3 separate regions of the Cydia pomonella genome follow, and regions 2 and 3 are each linked to region 1. Evidence: chromatin contacts called from public Hi-C data. All regions are on one chromosome and are shown on one strand. Each heading gives the region's core, a stretch centred on a gene start, on an enhancer-like site or on the middle of the called end of the contact. The rest is flanking DNA. Distances are from core to core; before and after follow the strand shown.

Region 1 (4,082 bases), core at 1,083-3,582:
ATAATGAGAAAGGTACATTTTTTGTTTTATTCTTGCATCTAACCGAGGTTTGGGCAATCTGAACTACTGGCAATATTGCGTTTGACAGATTATAGTGATGCCTGAAATGTTAGGGGTCAAGTTACTAATCGATAAATGAATCGGCAAATTATTAAAAACAAAAAAAAACATTTCAAAAATTATGCTTCATTTTACTTTTTATAACTAGACAAACATACTGCTGGACTCTTTGAAATATAATATAGTATTTTCACAAAACAATTTCTTTTACTTGCCCCACCAATTATTTCTGTCAAAATAGTTAACTTATAAAAAGTTTGCATACATTTAAATTGAAGTCTTTTTTTTTGGTCAGCGTGCTAAATGTGCGCAAATTCGATCACACTACACTTAAATGAAAAAAATATGAGTCATACTAAAATAAGTGCTAAAAGCAGGCAACCTATATCAACTTTGCTTTGCCCTTTATCTAATCGTTTATAACCACTTATCGAGGCTGTTGTCTTGCGGTTTGATTTCCTCGAATGGCCTCCTCATTTTGGGCGGGAATCATATTGTTCCCACGCTTAGACACGCAATAATAACATATTCTAGTAAAAATCGAGTTAAAATAGCTAAATATTGCATAGAATACTATTTTTGCAACATGTGTTAAGTGACAACTTAAACTATTAGCCAAGGTTAAGTTATCAAATAACCTTAAATTTTATTGCAGTATTTATATGCAAAAAACATTTGCCTTTGTTTACATTGCAATAAATGAGCTAGAATAGTTTTAAAATTACTTTTGATTTGAATTCAATGTTTCTGAAGGTTGTAATAGGCATGGTTTAAGGAAATTCAAATAAAAGTCCAAATTACAGTGATCAAAGTTTTAATGTCATGCTTACACACTCATAAAACTCTAACCTTTTAAATTTTACAATTTTTATGGTTTTATTATACAATGTCAGCTCTGAAACCTAACGAGCTTTCGGTGACTAAGATTCTTTTGTTTTAACCTATTTCTCTTCTATTAAAAAATGAGAAAGCAAATTCCTTCAACCGGACATGAATCAACAACTTTAGAAAATACCATTTAAAAATATGATAAGGTGTGTCACTCACCTTACTTTACTAATATATAATAATATATTCCTATATGCCAGTGCAGTGTAAAAAATAAATGTATATATGCCATACATAGACTTTTTATCATATTGCCAATATCTCAACAATAGGTTTATTACAACACTTAACTAGGACCTATGATTGACAGAATATCCCATTATGCGGTAATTTAAAGTAGAAATATTAGTAGCGTTGAAGGAGAGACAAGCTTTTTCGTTTCATACAGGATGGCTCTATACAGGATTTCCAAAGTCACGGAGTCAAATGTTTAAAAACAAAACTGTGTCCCCTTTTTTCTAAGTACAGGCAAAGGCACACTAGTGTCCCTTTTAGCACTTCACACATAAAAACTTCAAATAAATGCAAAACCACTAATTGAAAGTACATTTATTTAGGAACACAAATACTAAATAATAAAATAAATGTTTGAGACACTTGGTTAGGCTTTGGAAACCCTAGTGTTTGTTATAAAGACACTTGAATGAGCAAAATTAAAAACCTAGATCACTCCTGTCATAATGGGGATAGTTAGTCGGTTTTCTTGTCGGCGGCTTTGGTTTCTGTCTCAGGTTTCTTGTCCTCCTTCTTGTCGTCGGCGACGACCTCCTTGGCTTCCTGTTTCGACGCCTCATCAAAGTTACCAACGAGGTTTGGTACCTCGTCATCTTCCTCGAGCGGCTTTGGCGCGGCCACGCTGGACGCCAGTCTCTTCAGCTGGTTGAGGCCTTCAGGTCCGAGCTGACTCAGGATACCAGGGAGCATCTCCGCAATCTGCTTGTTCTCTCCATGACCGGTGATAGCGAAAGTATTTGCCGCGAGCGAGGCCTGCGCTTTAGGGTTGTTGAAATGTATCACAGTGCCGTCATCTTTGATCATATTAACTTCCTCGATGCCAGGGATTGTGTTTACTGACAGTTTTTTGAGGGAAGACTGGAGTTTCTTGTCGTCTGTTGCGGCTGTGGCGTGCACAACCTTCTTCTTGCGCCTCGGTGTGCCCTTACCGCCGATACGCACTTGCGATTGCAATTTCTTCAGCTTTTCGGTGTTCATTTTGATTTACTACACACGTCACCTGACTACTTAAACACGGCGCACTTTTTCAGACGGTTTATTTGTTATTTCTAGCTCGGAACACGCCAGTTTTCCATGTAACTTGATAGTACGCACGTGTTTTGAACACCGGTTAGCTACAAAGGGAAAATGGTGGATTTCCGATCTATCTCGGTCACCGACGAGAAGTTGGCAGCACTGTCTACAATGATTTTACTTTTCACGTCAGAACTTTGAGGAAAAATTACTAATATAACATAAAATTATTTTATAATTATTATATTGATAATAAATTGAGAAATCATGTTTATGTATTTAATTATAAAAACTATTTCGTTTAATGTTTATTTAACATCTTGTTCATAATTATAACTTACTCTAAGGGTATCTTTTTATTACCAAACTTTACGATGTATTATTTGCTATTAAAGTGCATGTTTGTTGTGTTGAAATAATTAATAAATTTTCATTATGAATCTCTTATAATAAAATTTTACCGTAAAATGGAACGCTACGACATCTAACGACATTCTTTTGCAACAGTTGGCTTTCAATAGCCGTTGTAGTTCATCGTAGTTAGTGAACAGAGACATAGATGGCGTAGCAAACGTCATAAATAATGTTTATGTCACCCACTAGATGACGGTAGCAACCCCTTTGTGTTATATTTATAACAATGTGTTACAACTGGTTACAACAACGCTGTACAATGAAAATTAAATATGCCATTCAGTTAACAGTTTCCTTGAATGTACTTAGCCGAAGCTTGGTGGAGCGGAAAATTTAACAAAGGTACTCGTTTAAAAAAAAAAATGAAATTTGCGCCTTTTGAACTTTAATAACAAAATATAGTTATTTGTTTTACAAGGGGGCAAAGTTGTTGTTTAACCGCTCGTGCTAATATTGATACCCGAGCAAGCGAAAGATTCCAAAATTGACACCCCAAGCGTAGCGAGTGGTTCGAGAACTGGAATCTTGAGCGTTGCGAGGGTTTCAAGGCACGAGGGTTAAACAAACTTTGCCTCCGAGTGAAACACAACATTTTTCACCACATCAACGCGAGGAAAATACTAACTATGAAATACCAAAAAAAAAATCAAACCAAATCAAATCCAAATGAACTTAATTAAAAATGTATCATCCAAAAAAGTCAATTCTACCAGCTAACATAAGGAACCGACTCAAAATTTGCATCAACTTTCTCATTAGTTTTTCACAATGACGAGGGCCTTTACCAGTTGGTGTGGTGAAAAAATTGAAAAATATATTACTCTGCCGCACAAATTTGTACTTATTGCAATCCTTAATGTCGAAACAAAATATTTAAGTACATAAAAATGATAATCCTCGTGTTGCGAATTAAAAATGTAATATATTATTTGCTACTTAGCCAAGTCGACAAAACTAAACTAGAGCCTGGATGGAAACTTGTGCATTGACTTTACAAATAACTGTGTTAACTTATTCTACGAGTATACCCAATGTTCCTAATAAAACATTTTGTGCCCATAAATTAACAAAACCAAGTGAAACAAATGAAAACCTTGCTTCACATCAAACCGTTTTGATAAGATGAAGCCGTCAAGCGTTAAGTCCTATTTAGTTAAAAATCCGTGTAACTTGTAAAATTCTAAATCAACATAATCCCCATTAGCAAAAAATGGCGGCAAAATTTGACAGCTGCCATTTTACGCGGGTGGTCGTTCTAATATAATCCCACTTAATCGGCACAGATAAACTATACTGCGTGTAACAGGGGCGGTAAGTGCCAACGATTGTATAGTCATAAGATCTAAATTGGAATATCTTCACGTGTCATGGCTTTTAACATGTTGATTTATTGCTACAGAATGTAGAAGACATGACGTATTAGACTAATCTTTTTTGGCAAAAAATGATTGAGATTGGTAATTGGTTGCTTA
Region 2 (4,082 bases), core at 863-3,362, 400 kb after region 1:
ACTTGAACATATAAAAAAAAAAAAAAGTTAGTCACCGGGCGAGATTCGAACCCGTAACACTCGTTTCTAGCCGTCCACGTCTTAACCCGCTGGACCAGACGGACAGTGACCGGCATTACGAAATTAGCGATCATATTCTGCGTCGAAAGAAAAACGCATGAAAACTCGAAAACACGCGTTTTCCCAAACATAAGACTAATCTAGATCGATTGTATACCCCCAAAAACCCCCATATAACAAATTTCAGCGAAATCGTTAGAGCCGTTTCCGAGATCACAGAAATATATATACATATATATATACAAGAATTGCTCGTTTAAAGGTATAAGATATAATATTATAATACAAGCATCCAATGATTGAGTGGCAGTATGTGTATGCACACCTGTATGCTAATCTGACAAGCATATATGGCATGGCATATATATTATGTAAACAGCTGCCTCACAATATTATGAACACAAATGAATATTTGCCTTCATATTATTCACATGGATAACAGGTCTATAACAATGTGCAAACAGTGCATTTACTGCAACTTATTTTTCTGATAATATCTTCATTGAAAGACTATTATACATACACGGTACCTTCTGAGGTCCATAAGCAATTGTTTTGTTTTTTAATTTCAAACCTATTATTCAATAAAAACTGAAAATAAAATGTTCAATATAGGTATACAAAATGTACACACATCATCACAAGGTTAAATAAAACAATTCTCACAAAGATGGTAATCATGTGTGAATAGAAAAATTAGTAAGTTATATGCCTGATGCTTGACTTGTGCATAAGAACTGCAGTTTCTGCAAACCACAAACCAGATCAATATTCTAAACTATAAACTATAAAACTTGGCAATTTGCCAAACCATAAATTTGGTTATGGTGGATGGTGGATAACATAGCTATTGGGTTACAACATTAGACTTGTTCTAACTATACTATTGTATATATAGCCACTAATTTATGAAGATAATGATGTTCAGGCAAGAATGAAGCATTTATCTGACTCAGGAACCTGTTCTTCTACTGAAGACAATAAAGGATTGAATTATTAAGGACACACAGCCATGAATGATAAGCTCTTTGTTGGCAAGAACATATCTTCCTTCAGAAAGTTACTCCATCTTGAACTAGAATAAAGGACTTACCTATGGTGTGCGGGCACCAAGTCCTTCTTGCCATATTTATCATGCACAGGAGACACTATGCCGCCGACCACCGTGCCCAAACCCAGCGTGTGAATATAATCTCTGGCGATTTCTGAAACATCAGCTAATACCATTGAAACTACTTACTTAACCGACGTTAATACATCATAGAAACCAGCACGGCCACTAACATATAATTAACATGATATGACCGTCACACTTAAACACCTCGGTCGCGTTTTCTTGTAAGAAATAGGAAAATTGTCTACGCAATAACAACTCACCGAACATTCGTAAATGCATGTAAGTTGGTGGGCTGAAGCTGCCACAAGCCATTAAAACTATCTTCCCTTGGGACATTGTGATAAAAATTATAGTCACAATTCAATAATACTGTAATAATCTTGATTGTATCATCACTACGAAATAACAACAAAAATGATCAATCGATTGATTTTTGTGGCAATACGATCAAATACGGAAGTAATTCGTACAGTTTGCGCATGTGAGCCTAAGCACCGGATATTTGGTCATCCTAATTTGGTAGGGAGCTCACAACTGTCAAACTTTTTCTTAAAAAAATGATAGTGACCATATGGTGGTGGAAATTATTGACTATCAGCCAAATCAAAATGTAGTTAAATATTATTTAAACAATTTAGCACTGAAAACAGGCAATTTCTGCAAAAATAAACCATAAATAGTAATTAGAGATCGTAGCGTATCGTAAATACACCTGATATTATTTTTTTTCGAAAATTTTGTAATACAAGTATCATCTTTTCATAACATTTGACATTTGACCCAGAGTTGTCAAACAGTACGTAAATCGGAACACAGAACGTATAACCTAGCTAAATTAACGACCTCACCTTTTCAACAAAAATGCTTTAGTTAAAGCTATTTCCTAAATTATTTTCATAATACTTTTAACCTGTCTCGTGGAAATGTTTTCCTCTTGAAAGACAATTTTCATCGTAATTATCAAACAGATGTATCTTGTTTTATCACATGCGATGGTATAACAGTTTACTTTGCCGGCAGACAGAGATAAGCGGCAAGTGCATTCATTTCGAGTGACCTTTCTCTCATAAAATTGTTCCATCGAGGTTACCTCTTGAGGTTTTCCAAAATAAACATGAGATTAACGTTACGATTATTATTTTCTTCTGTTGTTCAGAAAAGACCATTTTTCGTTTCTACCCCGATCTTTTATGTGAATGCCGGTAAGTTGTTTCATTTAAGTTCTTTTGCTGACTTTTTCTGGCTGTTGTTATGTGAATTATTTTAAGCTGTAGCTCCAACTCCAATCGTATTTCGAGTCGAGTCCGCAGTCGTTTTAGCGCCGCGATCGGCGCTAGGTATTAATAAGTCAGTCATGATACAAACATCATTATTTTATCTATAGCCTTAGGGAAACTATTTCCATAAGTTATTTAACTTGAATTGATTCAGCAATATAATTGTAACAAAGTCGCTTTTAAATAGTCATAATCCATTTTGAAAGTTGTTAAATTAAAAACGGAACGGTAACACTGTTTAAAATTAAAAATAATTGAAACAACTTCACAAGCTGAAAAGTTTTTATAAAATGACCATTTGCTATGCTATATGGATGGAGTGGGGAGCTGGGGAGAATTTGTGGTGTGACTGAGCTGTTACAGAAAATCAAGTTCATTTATCTCAGATTGTTTATTTATGTTGGGCTTCAAATAACAGTTCAAAGCTTAATATAAAATACTTTTTTCATACTAAACAGTGGTTGACCATAGTCTTGCTTGATAAAAAGTGACAACAGGGCCTAGTTACTTGTTCTAGTTGTAATATTAATTGTTGCAGCCCCGCACCTAGGCCACCTGTACTCAGCGGTGGTGGCAGACGCCATACAGAGGTTCGAGAAGCTGACTGACCCCCACTGCAATGTCTTATTTAGCACAGGTAATATAAAGTACAATTTTGTTAAAAAGGATGCATTATGAAATAAAATAAAAAAATTAAATTTGTTTATTTCAAGTACATAATGACTCATACATATTAATTTGGAACACTATACTATAAATACACATGCATTAATACAATAAAAAATAATGCAATCTATAGCTGTTGGTTCTCCGAACAATGAATAATAAATAATAATAATAAATAATAAAATAAACGTTTTTCAATGCATCAGGATTTTAATGATTAGGAACTCTGCCAAAATGTCAGTTGAGAAGACCAAGACTTGTGTGCTAGACGGCAAATAATCATCCATTTTAGTCCTAGTCACAAAAAAAGACCAGAAGAATTGAAAACGGGTTTTTTTTCAATACAGACTAAATTTTATGACTCTACTTTTTTAAACAAAATATTGTAATGAGACCCTTAGAGAAGATGTTCAGCACAAGCAACATGTCAAAAGTGGGTCATTATACTTTTAGATTTAGATTCTCAATAAGGAAAAATTTTAAATGCCACCGTATATGATCCGTTTATTATGTAATACCTAATACAAGACTGTGGTATGTTGTGAATGAGTACAACACATCATTATGTTCAGTTTATGAGTGTTTTATGGCTACTTGTATAGATGGTCAATTCTCAAATGAACCATCACATTACATATGGGGTACCTGTTATCTTTATGCAGGTTGTAAAATTATGAGGTGACTCAATGTTGCCTGTCTGTTACACAATTTTTTTACTTTACGGCTTCAAATATGGACACTTTTTTTAATAAAAATATTCTATACAAGCTTTTGCCCACAAGTTTGTCCATGTAGAATTGTTATTTCCGTGATACAAACTATCTTCTATCTTTCCCTGGGACAAAAATGATCTTAATGCGAAATAAAGACAGATACCTTTTTTCGTATTATTTATATCATTAATTCATAATCAGTAAGGGTTGAAATTTGAGTTTCTCCAGCCACAGAAAGCAGCAAATAAC
Region 3 (4,082 bases), core at 1,157-3,656, 380 kb after region 1:
TGGCTATACAGTATTGTTATAATAATCCTAGCCTATTGTGGTGTCCCACTACTGGGCAAAGGCCTCGCCCTTGATCTCTACGACTCCCGATCTAGTACTTCTTCCGGCCCGTTGTTGAGGAAGGCGTCTCAGGGCCTACCGCGAACGCCGAAGTTCGAAAAGCAGGCAACTTTCTCTGTCACTCTAAATTACGCCTTGCTTGGAGTAAAAAAGAAAGATGCCCGCAATTTCTGAACTTCGCTGTTCGCGGTACGCTCTCTAGATTATCCCACCATCTCTGTAAATACTATAAAAAATATTGATACGGGTTTTAATAATGAAGGGAGGCCTATTTGACCAATGTTGTTTTTAGAAGGAAAATGTACTTATATTAAACTGTCTCTGTATCATGTTTTGCTAACCCCTCCTTGCTCCAGTTCCTTGCTTCAGTTAGGGTTGCCTTACGTCCCGTGTATACGGGACTGTCACCGTATGTATGTATGTATCGCGTCCCGTATTTTTCCCGTCCCCTTTATGTCCCGTATATCAATTCCGCTGTAGAATACGTTTTTAGTAAAACTCTTCGGTAGCTACTAGTAGACCCCTCCAGATTAGGTTCATAATATTAATTTTGCTGAGTCCAATTCTTGGGTGCCTGAAAGTGTTTTTAAAAATGTTTTTTTTTTATCCGAAACTTTTTAAGGGTTAGCATTGTACGTCTACCACTCGCTGGCCAGAAGGCCTACCGCGAACCACGTTCGACGTGTTGCCTCCCTGTCACGCTTACGTACGAATTTACAAGTGCGACAGAGAGGCAACACGTCGAACGTGGTTCGCGGTAGGCCCTCAGACACGCGACGTTGAACGGTGATTAACAGTCTTTATATTATAGTTGTCTCTGGTATCAGGCTTGAATTGAGCCAATGGTCTAATTAATAACGAATAGGCTGATGAATCGATATACTGCAGTCTAAGCCGACCTTTCGACAAACGCTATGAAGTGCAGGTTACCTCAGTAAAAAGTTAAGTGGTGTAAATTATACAATAGAGCATTTTTATCGGAAGGAAATCACGTGCCAATGAGAACGGTAGCATATTGTACCTATGGTACACACACGAAATGAATTCAAAAAATCAGGGTCTTAATTTCTATGGTCAATGATTGGTCACTGTATTCAGATATTGTCTAATGACCTTTCCAAACATCACCGATAATTGCATGCAATTTGCAATAAGATGCATTGCAGCTAGCGGCATTTGGTCGATTAATTAAATCCGTTTCTACTACGTACTTAGCAATTGTATAAAATCGTATGCCATTTGTTGCTACGTCTGTAGACGCCTTAAATGTGCATAGATTTAAATTAATAAGGTAGGTATAGCTACATAATACCTCCGCAATTCAATTAAATAAGTGTAGGCACTTCGTTAATATTAGTGCCAAATAATTGGCTGACCACTGAGTCCACATAATCATCTGAGTCATTATGTGGCCATTTGTTGCAACGTCTGTAGACGCCTTAAAGGTTTAAATTAATGAGGTAGGATGAGGTAATTAATAAGTTATTATGGTGACTCAGTGGTTAGCCAATTATTTGGCACTAATATTAACGAAGTGCCTACACTTATTTACTACAACCTAGCTACAAAAAGGGAAGCGACCTTTGCCGACGAAGACGGCTGTTATGATTTATGATAAAGACGCCATCGGCACCATATAAGCTGAAAAACCGCCCACTTGACAAAGGGCATTTCCGATTGTGCAACTTTCTCATCCATCGATTTCCTGGATGTGGTTAGATTAGAGGATTGGGTTAGAGGCCGGTTGGTTGTGTTGTGTTACCTCTTCTTCCAGTTTTTATACTAGATATAGTGGCAACCACGAACACTACTGTCACAGCTACTGTTACTACTTCCATTGTTCTGGGACACATAAATGAATCTGGACTTTTACCGATTTTTTTTGCAATATATTGTTACTTTTGTGATATAATTTATGATATGTGCTGCCATCTATTACTGATATTTTAGTACTAACCATCGTGCTCGATGAGATTGAATTTATAAAGTTTTCATACGAAAATTTATTATGGTCTCGCATTTTTATTAATACGATAGTTATTAAAACATATTTCCAGATTATAAAAATGAATTAACAATATTTTTGTGTTTTATTTGCGTGTATATTTAAAACAGTCTTTGTAAACACTGAACCTAATGTCAAACTATTGAAACGTTTTATTTAACCTTTTGGATGTTTGGACTTCATCTATTTTTAAAAATATATAATACGAAATATCTTATTTACGATGATCTTAATTGAAATAACAGTAAATACTAATTATTTATAAAATATCTGTCCTGATCTGCCCGATCTGCCACGTAGTGATTATATGCTCTTTGGATCTGCCCTTAAAAATGGCATGTCCGACTTGTACGAGCAAAGTCCGAGAGCAAAATATGTCAGCTGTCAATTTCACTACACGCATCGACGCTTGTTTGAGTTTGACAATCGAAAAACACCAATGATTGTATGAGTTGTTGAAGATTTCTCATAATATTTAATTATTTTTAAATAATATAGTCATTCGTTTTCCATAATTATGCTTCGTAGCTCCTAATTCTATCTACTAGTCAATATCCAAATTTATTGTTTAATGGGTTCTCGTATGTGCGGCTCCAAATGTCTCTTTATATGTTTGGGACTAACTTGTATCGTAGGTTGTTATTTGGCCTTACTTCCTATAGAAAACGGTAAGTAATCACTTCAGAAATATTTCTACATCATTGCTAGCACATTAAACACTCACAATTTTTGTCCTCAGAGAAGCTGCCATCACCTAAACCAGTTCAAACACATATCTCAAGTTTGTCTCAAAAGGAGCGATTAGCAGTAATAGTACCATTTAGAGATCGATTTGAAGAGCTTCTAGAGTTCGTCCCGCATATGCACGACTTTTTAAACAGGCAAGGGATCCCATTCCACATATTTGTGATCCAGCAGAAGGATAACAACCGTTTCAACCGAGCTTCTTTAATTAATGTGGGTTTTTTACATACGAAGAAAGACTTTGACTATATAGCGATGCATGACGTGGATTTATTACCTATGAATGATGATTTGAAGTATACATATCCAGCTGCAAATCCTGTTCACATATCGTCACCGCAGACGCATCCTAACTATCACTATGCAACATTTATCGGAGGGATCTTGCTGATCACACGGGAGCACTTTGAGCTGGTGCACGGCATGTCCAACAACTATTGGGGCTGGGGGCTGGAGGACGACGAGTTCTACCTGCGGCTGAAGGATGCCGGGCTGCAGGTGGAGCGGCCTGCGGGGATTACCACTGGGACGGCAGACACTTTTAAGTATGTATTCAAATAAACTATATTAGTCATAGTCATATTTATTCATAAACAATTTACATTGTGTTTGAAATTAATTTACATATAAATTTTCTTATCTAATATACACAAACAATTCCTATAAAATAAATTTTCGTAAGACACAAAAAAAAAAATCTCATAAAATACTTATAAAACATAACATAACGTAAAATTAAATTTAAGACATAATAATAAATAAACAGAAAATTATAATGTCATGAAGAATAAATACTGAGACTAAATTTCATTAAGAGGAAAATTTAAATTTAAAACATAATCAACCCAATAATAATAATATTTCATTTATAAACACATATAAGTACTCGTAATTGTTACATTAATTCTACTTTTTACTAAAATATTCCTCCACAGAGTAGTATTACATTTCACCCAGTTGTAGCTTACTAATACTACTCTTTACAATTGAGATCTTTCTGTGAATGCTATGAGGAAATCAAGAATCAACTTTGTTTCCTAGCCTAGGTATGTTGATTCAAATTGGAAAAATGGTACAATATCATGATTATCATGTAATGTGAATGTGACTCTTAATTCATTGTTTTATTACTTCCTGGTTAATCTGATGATTACAAAAAGATTAGTGATAAGAATGTAGTAGGAGTTTGGATTAGTATAAGCATCCTGATAAGATTATTACTAGTCACACATTTGATTTGACCTATATTACCTCTTCCATTGCAGCATGAAAC

What was found. A called contact is a pair of places that touch in the nucleus more often than the background predicts.
Region 2: a contact with region 1 is called in a Hi-C map of whole body, with 6 times the contacts expected there. The contact joins the promoter of LOC133529909 here to the promoter of LOC133529511 in region 1. A contact is called at or near these places in 2 of 2 Hi-C or Micro-C datasets (both in whole body).
Region 3: a contact with region 1 is called in a Hi-C map of whole body, with 5 times the contacts expected there. The contact joins the promoter of LOC133529567 here to the promoter of LOC133529511 in region 1. A contact is called at or near these places in 2 of 2 Hi-C or Micro-C datasets (both in whole body).

The regions. Positions count from the first base shown.
Region 1 is chr21:15,284,660-15,288,741 of ilCydPomo1, forward strand. It overlaps LOC133529511 (transcription factor BTF3 homolog 4), which reads right to left and starts at 2,333. Exons shown (of 1, transcript XM_061867236.1): 1 at 858-2,333. The coding sequence starts at 2,160. The coding sequence ends at 1,639.
Region 2 is chr21:15,684,016-15,688,097 of ilCydPomo1, forward strand. LOC133529909 (methionine--tRNA ligase, mitochondrial) reads left to right here and starts at 2,113. Exons shown (of 14, transcript XM_061867711.1): 1 at 2,113-2,379; 2 at 2,993-3,091. The coding sequence starts at 2,292. It overlaps LOC133529566 (nicotinamide/nicotinic acid mononucleotide adenylyltransferase 1), which reads right to left and starts at 1,641. Exons shown (of 8, transcript XM_061867313.1): 1 at 1,438-1,641; 2 at 1,154-1,265. The coding sequence starts at 1,513.
Region 3 is chr21:15,661,239-15,665,320 of ilCydPomo1, forward strand. LOC133529567 (beta-1,4-galactosyltransferase 7) reads left to right here and starts at 2,407. Exons shown (of 3, transcript XM_061867314.1): 1 at 2,407-2,733; 2 at 2,805-3,354. The coding sequence starts at 2,637.